Linked DNA regions of Sus scrofa: region 1 is linked to region 2. The links are chromatin contacts, called in public Hi-C maps. All regions are on one chromosome and are shown on one strand. Each heading gives the region's core, a stretch centred on a gene start, on an enhancer-like site or on the middle of the called end of the contact. The rest is flanking DNA. Distances are from core to core; before and after follow the strand shown. Region 1 holds the start of BTBD1 (BTB/POZ domain-containing protein 1). Region 2 holds the start of HDGFL3 (hepatoma-derived growth factor-related protein 3).

Evidence for each region. A called contact is a pair of places that touch in the nucleus more often than the background predicts.
Region 1: a contact with region 2 is called in a Hi-C map of embryonic fibroblasts, with 2.3 times the contacts expected there. The contact joins the promoter of BTBD1 here to the promoter of HDGFL3 in region 2. A contact is called at or near these places in 1 of 5 promoter capture datasets (liver), 7 of 47 Hi-C or Micro-C datasets (alveolar macrophages, embryonic fibroblasts, heart right ventricle and 3 more) and 2 of 2 datasets of contacts at active chromatin or transcription factors (alveolar macrophages and skeletal muscle).

The regions. Positions count from the first base shown.
Region 1 is chr7:51,875,579-51,879,462 of Sscrofa11.1, forward strand. It overlaps BTBD1 (BTB/POZ domain-containing protein 1), which reads left to right and starts at 1,868. Exons shown (of 8, transcript XM_001929165.5): 1 at 1,868-2,375. The coding sequence starts at 1,969.
Region 2 is chr7:51,728,817-51,732,656 of Sscrofa11.1, forward strand. It overlaps HDGFL3 (hepatoma-derived growth factor-related protein 3), which reads left to right and starts at 2,082. Exons shown (of 6, transcript XM_021098881.1): 1 at 2,082-2,602. The coding sequence starts at 2,519. It overlaps LOC106504434 (a long non-coding RNA gene), which reads right to left and starts at 3,085. Exons shown (of 4, transcript XR_002345777.1): 1 at 2,971-3,085.

The DNA of each region.
Region 1 (3,884 bases), core at 618-3,117, 150 kb after region 2:
TGTTTGCTTTTAAATGTAGTGGCCTTTAATAGCTAGGTCCTCAAAGTGAAAAAGTGAAACATGAAGAGGGGGTTCTTTAAAATCCCCTGCAAGTCACTTCAGCTAAAACGTCTTGCAACTGAGAGAAGTACAACAATAGCCGCCCTCTCTTTGTCTGCACCTTTGTGTTCAGAAGAAGAAATCAGAGCTTAGATCTCCAGTAATTGGAGGATAGTGTCTTTTTGTGGACTGTATACGGTGTGTGCAAGCTTTCGGCTCCTACAGGGTGTGTGCAAACTGCTCTAGGAACATGTGTACTGCCATGTAGCTTGTGGAGAATGGGTAGCTGGTACTATGCAAAGAGCTGAAATTGACCAAAATCAACAGCAATTTACTGTCCAAGTCTTCAACAGATTCCAGAGTCCCAAAATTTGTACATCTAGCAGATTCTGCTAGTGGGATTGTTGTCTAGGTGGGGAGACAGATTCCGGGTGCATCCTACTCTGCCATTTTCCCAGAATCCTCTTCACTTATTTTTATTGTCTTCAGTTTAGATAAAGTAGTGTTTTTTGGCTATGCTTTACCCTTGAGCTCAATGTTGACTGCATTCAATTTTTTTGTTTTTTATTTTATGGCCACCCAGGGCATATGGGTTTTCCTGGCCAAGGATCAGATCTGAGCCACAGTTGCTGCCTAAGCCACAGCTGTGGCAGCGCTGGATCCAACTCCTGGGATAGAATTTTCATCCCAGCGCTCCCAAGACACCACCGGCACCAATCCCATTGTACCACAGCGGGAACTCCTCTACAGGTTTTGATAATGCAATGTCTTCATATTTTTTGGCTATCAAATTACGATTTTTATTGCCCCATATCAGGTAACGCAGCCTATATGACATGTACTATTTTTGCTTTGGTGCATTTGAGGGTTTTTGTTGGTGGTGGTGGGTTTTTTTAAGATTTATTTTTTATTTTATTTTTATTTTTGTCTTTTTGCCTTTTCTAGGGCAGCTCCCACAGTTCATGGAGGTTCCCAGCTAGGGGTCCAATTGGAGCTGCAGCAGGCCTATGCCAGAGCCACAGCAACAGGGGATCCGAGCCGCGTCTGCGACCTACACCACGGCTCATAGCAAGGTCAGATCCTGAACCCACTTAGCGAGGCCAGGGATCAAACCCACAACCTCATGGTTCCTAGTTGGATTCGTTAACCACTGAGCCACGACGGGAACTAGTTATTTTTAAGATTCAAAATAAGGTCAGTTTTTGGTAATGGGTTAAAACCCAAAAAAAAAAAAAAAAAAAAAATCCATGAGTTCACAGCGATACTAAAAACTGAGCCAGAAGAGGAAGAAGGAGGAAAAGGGAAGGCTCTTCCTTACATAACACTATCTGTTAGATGTAGAGGGGTTTCGAGCTGTGCGAGCTGTGCTCCTGTATCGCTCCCGGGAGCAACGGCCCTCTGGAGTGGTGACCTGGACATTACTGGGGCGGGGTGGGGTGGGCGCAGGTAGAATCACGTCGTCCCCTCCCACATGCTTCCTTGTCCTCCGGCCCCTCCACTTCCAGGCAGAAAACCTTGAAGGAGAGCCTTGAAGAGGCGCTGAAGCTGGTGAAGAGGGGCCTGAGGAAAGGCAGAAGGCCTGCAGGTTCGAGGAGGCGCCTGCACAGACTTCCTCATTGCAGCCCGCAGAAGTCCCACGTCCAGGCGTGCGAGGTTCAGCCGCGCTTAGGACGCCCAGGGCTGCGCGGACGCCGCCTAGAGAACCGTCCCCTCCAGGCCCAGCGGGGGCGGTCGCGCGCGCCTCCGCCTCCCGGCCGAGCGGGGACGCGCGCTGAGCAGCTCGGGCGGGGTCGGCGGAGGCGCGCGGCCTCCGGAAGCGCCTTTCCCGGAAGGTGGCCAGGCGGCGCCGGCCTCGCGGGGGCGGCCTCGGCGATGGCGGCTGGGCGGCGGCAGCGCTCTCCGTAGCCCGTGGAGCCGCGCCGCTGGAGGATGGCCTCGCTTGGGCTGCCCGCTACGGGCGAGCAGGTCCCTGGGGCTGAGGCGGAGCCGGGCGGCTTGGGGCCGCCGCCGCCGCCGCCGCCATCCTCTCTGGGGCCCCTGCTACCCTTGCAGCGGGAGCCGCTGTACAACTGGCAGGCGACCAAGGCGTCGCTGAAGGAGCGCTTCGCCTTCCTCTTCAACTCGGAGTTGCTGAGCGATGTGCGCTTCGTGCTGGGCAAGGGCCGCGGCGGTGCCGCCGCCGCAGCCGGGGGTCCGCAGCGCATCCCCGCCCACCGCTTCGTACTGGCCGCCGGCAGCGCTGTGTTCGACGCCATGTTCAACGGCGGCATGGCCACCACTTCGGCCGAGATCGAGTTGCCCGACGTGGAGCCCGCCGCCTTCCTGGCGCTGCTGAGGTGAGCACTGGGCGACGGGCTGGCCTCCTGCTGGGCTCCGCGGTGACCTTGGGCAGGGCTCCCCCCAACCCCCGCCACAGGGCCTCAGTTTCCTCCCGAGCAGGTGATGCTAGGGAAGGTCAAGATTGAAATCTGTCATCTGGGACAGCTGCGGGCTTGTTAGAGTAAATGACAGTGTCTGCGGGCAATTAGCGTGCGTTTTGCGGTGGGAAGGCGCTTTCACGTTCCGGTAGCGGTAGTGGATTGTCGCCCAGGCTTGGGAATTAGAGAAGTTGTAAAGATAGAGGATGGGTCAGGTTTTCCTGATTGCTCATTGGCAGCGTTTTAGGGTTTTGCTGGGGGAGAGGGATAGTTGGAAAGTCTTGAAGGGAAAAACAAAACAAAACAAAACAAAAAACCCACCTCTGACGCCTTTTTCATTAGTGTTAGTTGTCAAGATCCGGGACAGCGAATATCAAAACAAGTGACTTTGGCTTTACCTACATTGCGTTTCGCAGGCAAGGTCACATTTGCTTAAAAAGGAATCTCCCCATCGGTGTTAGAAGTTTCCTTTTTGATTATTTGAGGATAGAAGTTTGACCTCTGATTGATTTTATTTAATGGAGGAGAACTAATAGTTTGGCATTATTAGCTTTTATTCATAAACGTCCATTTAGGAAGGTATAGGTATTGTTTTCTACAATTTCACAAATGGAACTGAGGCCCAGAGAAGTCAGCTAACTTGACAAGGTAACAGAGCCAACTTATACCGGAGACCAGGTGTGTTTCATTCTATCAGGGTGGTTTTAGCAGCCTGAGCAGAATGTGTTATTAAAATAGCAGCCTTGGAGTTCCCTTGGGGCTCAGTGGGTTAAAGGTCCCGGGTTGTCACTGTTGTAGCTTGGGTTCCATCCCTGGCCGGGGAACTTCTTCATGCTGTGAGCCATGGCCAAGTAAAATAGAATAAAATAGCAGTCTTGGGTGGTACTGAGAGAAAAATCAGGTAGGTCAGTGGAACAGATAAATTCTCCAGGGTTCACAGCTCAATCAGGAAGATCAGTGAGATTGAGTACAAAATTAGCACAAGTAGAAAAAAAAGACTTAGATGCATTTAATAAATGGATGAAGAACAGGATAGATAACTTAGGGAAAGAAAAAAATATAATTAACCAACATTTAACCTCATTAGTAATTAAAGGAGCGCAAATTAAAAGGGAAGTACTTTTCTATGAAGCCCTCCAATAAGATAACATCTGAAGAGCGCTGACCAAGATGGTGGTAAAACAGTCTGGCCCTGTAGATTGTCTTCCCCACAGGTAGAAAGTATTCAAGAACTGAAAAAATATTCCACACAAAAATATTTAAGGCGAGAAGATTATTTATAGAAGTGAGGAAGTAGTCAAGCAGAAGGAGCGGTTAGATAAACAATGGTAGGTCCATCTGATGGCATGTAGTGCAGCTACTAAGTATGATACTTACGGAGACCAGGTAATAACATTGATGTGGAAAATGTGTATAATAGTAGCATTT
Region 2 (3,840 bases), core at 832-3,331:
TTCCTCTTTCTTCCTAGTTACTTGGCACCAAATGAGTCTGCAAACCCCGTCTCAGACCTTGTCTCCTCTGTCCTGATGAGAAGCCCTCCCCAAATGAGCTCCTTACTCCAGACTCTCACCCTCAAATCCACTTCCACACAGGCCACAAGAGCAATCTGTTTAAATCCAAACTATGATCATGTCCCCCCCACGTTTAAAGTCCTCTCATGGCTTCCAATTGACCACCTTTCCCCCCTCTAAGGTCTCCTCTCCTCTGTTTCCACTCTGTGCCCATAGGGAGGCAGGGCCATTTGGGGAGAACAGCCAACAGCTAGGGCTTTGGCAGCTGGTCAGAGGGATTTGGGTTTGATATAAGATTTATGTTGGCATGATGACATGATAACAGGTCCACACAGCAGTCCTAGAAGTGGGAGATGCATTAGCAGGCTGCTACAGACCCAATATTTGTGTGCTCCTAAAATTCACATTCAACCCTGATGCCCAATGTATGTGGAAGTTGGAGGTTCAGGAGATGATTCGGTCATGAGGATGGAGCCCTGAGGAATGGGATTAGTGCCCTTATAAAAGAGATCACAGAGGGTTCCCTCACCTTCCTCCCTCCTCTTTTCCCCTCACCTCATGTAAGCCACACTGTTTTCTGTGAACCAGCAGACCCTCACCAGACAACTGAATTGCCCACACCTTGATTCTGGAACTCCCAAAATTGTGCGAAATAAATTTCTGTTGTGTCTAATTCACCCAGTCTACAGTATCTTGTTATAGCAGCCTGAAGTGACTAAGACACAGGGTATTACAACAGAGGCAAAAGGACCTAGACTAGTCTTCTACAGTGAGAAGAGAGGAAAAGGTGAACCTGCAGGACTGGTGAAGAAGGGTAACTACCTAAAACTGAAAATCACTAGATGAAGGTAGTAAGGAAATGCATTAGCAGATAATGTCAAGCACTATTAAAGTAAACAGACCACAGGAAGTCTAGAGAATTTACAGCCCCATTATCGAAAGCCGAACATAAAGGAACAAGAGCAAGAGTTAAAATATACACACAATTCTACAGAGCAAGTGAAGGAGGCAAATGCTGGGAGAAAGCACAGCTCCTATAAAGGGAGAGACAACAGGAAAGCTTAGAAGAGGGAACATACACAAACAAGGAGACTAGGTGAGGGCCACATAGTCCTTTACTCTGAGGAGCTATCATCAGCTGACCTCTGAAAGGTGAACTTCGGGGTGATGAAAGAGCTAGCCTTCATTCATTGGGCAGATTCACACACACAAACACACACAAACTTGCCAGGAGTGGAAACAAATGACCTGCCAGAGTAAGTCCCTTTTCACAAAACTACAGGCCTGTAAGACCTACGTGTGTTAAAGCATAACCGCTTATGGGCTATGGAGTCATGGACATCTGTGTTCGAACCCCAGCAGTGCCGCTCGTCAAATTAGAAAACCTCAGGGAACTCTCGTTAAATAGCTTGCTGGGGGGCGGGGGGGGAGGGCGCGGGGGGAGGCTTCCACACTGCATTGTCAAGGGCAGGCCTAGGGCGAGACCCCAGCAAGATCGCTGACTCCAGAGCTGTGCTCTTTCCAGCAGCCTGATGCTTTGGGCAAAGGGTCCCTGAGGGAGCAGACCCGGCCTGGAGCGCCTTTGTGGCCCCACTCACCCGAGAGCACCCGCAGAAGTGGCCCGCGGTGGGGAACCGGGCGGGAGCCCAGTCGTCGGCAGGTGGCCGCGGGACTTGGGGGGCGCCGGTGGCAGCGCCCCCCGTGTGGCACGGACCGATGGGGAGGGGGCCGGCCAGGTGGTGATTGGCTGGGCTGTGGCTGGCAGCTACGGGCCAAGAACAAAAGAGAGCGGGGGGCCTCCGAAGTAGGGGCTCCCGCCCGCCCTGCGCGGGCTTCGGTGCTGGGGGAGGACGCACCCACCGCCCGCCCGCCCGCCGAGCAGCCCGGCTGGCGCGCTTGGTTTCTGCGCGAAAGCTGGCCGTGTACCTAGGAATTAACCGGCCGGCGCTGGAGGGGAGGGGTGGGGAGCGGGAAGCGGGGTGTGTGGGGGGGGTGCTGAGCGCGCGCGAGAACAATAATAAGATCGTGTTTGCGGTCGCTGCCCGAGGAGGAATTCGGAGGAAGCGCGAGGCCCGGCGCTCGCGCCGCGCCCGGGAGCCCAGGAGGCAGGCCGGCGGCGGTGGCGGGATGAGGCAGGCGACGCGGCGCCTGTGAGCAGCGCGCGGCGGCGGCGGCGGCGGCGGCGGCGGCGGGGACCTCAGCGCGGGCCGGAGCCGAGCGGCCGGGGGCTCCCCTCCCCCGCTGCCGGGCGGTGATTTGCCGGGCCTGCTGCGCCCCCCGCCCACCCCTCGCTTCAGCCGCCGTCTCGCCGTTTCCCCTCGTCGGAGCGGCCGCTCGTCCGCCCGCCCGCCCGGCTCGAGGCCCGCGGGGAGAGCGGCGCAGTCCGTCGGCCCGCGGGGGGGCGGCCTCCCGGCATCTTCGCTGCGCCCAAGGACGACCAGGAAGGGGAGCGGCCGGGATGGCGCGTCCGCGGCCGCGCGAGTACAAGGCGGGCGACCTGGTCTTCGCCAAAATGAAGGGCTACCCGCACTGGCCGGCCCGGGTGAGTACGCGGCCGCGCGCGGGCCCGCCCGCCCACCATTTTCCCCTTCATGATGGCGCGCCCGCCCCCTTTCCCCATCGCCTCAGCCGGGAGCCCGCCGCGAGCGGCCGACCGCGGCCGGGGCTGAGGGCGCAGGCGGCGCTGCGCAGAGAGCAGCGGGCCGCGCCCGCACCCCGCGAGGGCGGCCATCCTTCCGCCCACTTTCGAAGGCGGCTCCCGCCCCGGCAGGCCAGCCGCTGCCTTCCTCCCGGAAAGCGGGTGGGGACCGGGAGCCCCCGCCGCCGGGCAGCGGGCCTGGGGTAGAGGCTTCGCCCGGGGCAGGGTCGTTGGTAGCCGCCGCGGGTCTCGGCGAACGTCGGGGCACGTACCGGAGCGTGGTGCAAATGGCTGTCCGCGAGCCGGCGGCTGTCCGCGGCGGTAAATCCTGGAAAGGGGTAGTGGTCATTCAGAGCCAGCAGGAGCCTTCTTGGCCGTCATTCATCCATCTCCCGGTGCATCCTTCGCCATCCAGACTTGTTGAGTTCTCCCTGAGCGCGATTCCTGGTGCCCCGCCTGCCCTATCGTTGTCCTGGGGTACGTACATCCCTGGTGCCCATGGTTCGTTTAAGCGAACACCAGATAGCTAGGAGCTTGCCGCCTGGCCCTGGCTGGTGGGTCCAGTGAGCTCCTCGTGCCTTTTCACCTCCATATTTGTTTTAGGTCGTATTCTAGACCTTTTCCTTGGCCTCACATACAGCCCATAATAGCTCTCTCTTCCTATGTTGCAGGGTTGTCGCTGGGCTCTTTCTCTAGAAAGCATCTGCGTGTAATACATAACATTAAAATTTTTTATTAGGCCCTTTGCTAGCCCATGTGCTTTGTGTTTTAAAATAAATCCCTTTTACTTTTAGTTTCATAATAGTTGGCAGTGAATTGTTTGAAATAAGAAATAGAGTGAAAAGGAGGGTCAAGGCATTTTGAAGACATGGTATTGAAGCCATTGGTATCCTTGAGGAATAGAAGTAGACATGGGAAATAATGGCATATATATATATGGCTCCAAAATATTGTATTATGTGCAAGTAAGGATACCAAGAGGCTCCCCCCCCATACATCCATTCTCAAAAGGAAATGACATCATGAGTGGCCAGACTGAAATTTGGTGAAGTTGAAGTAACAGATGAGCATCATCACTTTTTTGTTTTTAGTTTGTCATGATTGTAAAATAGAAGACACCGGGTCAGGAATTGGGGGACTTG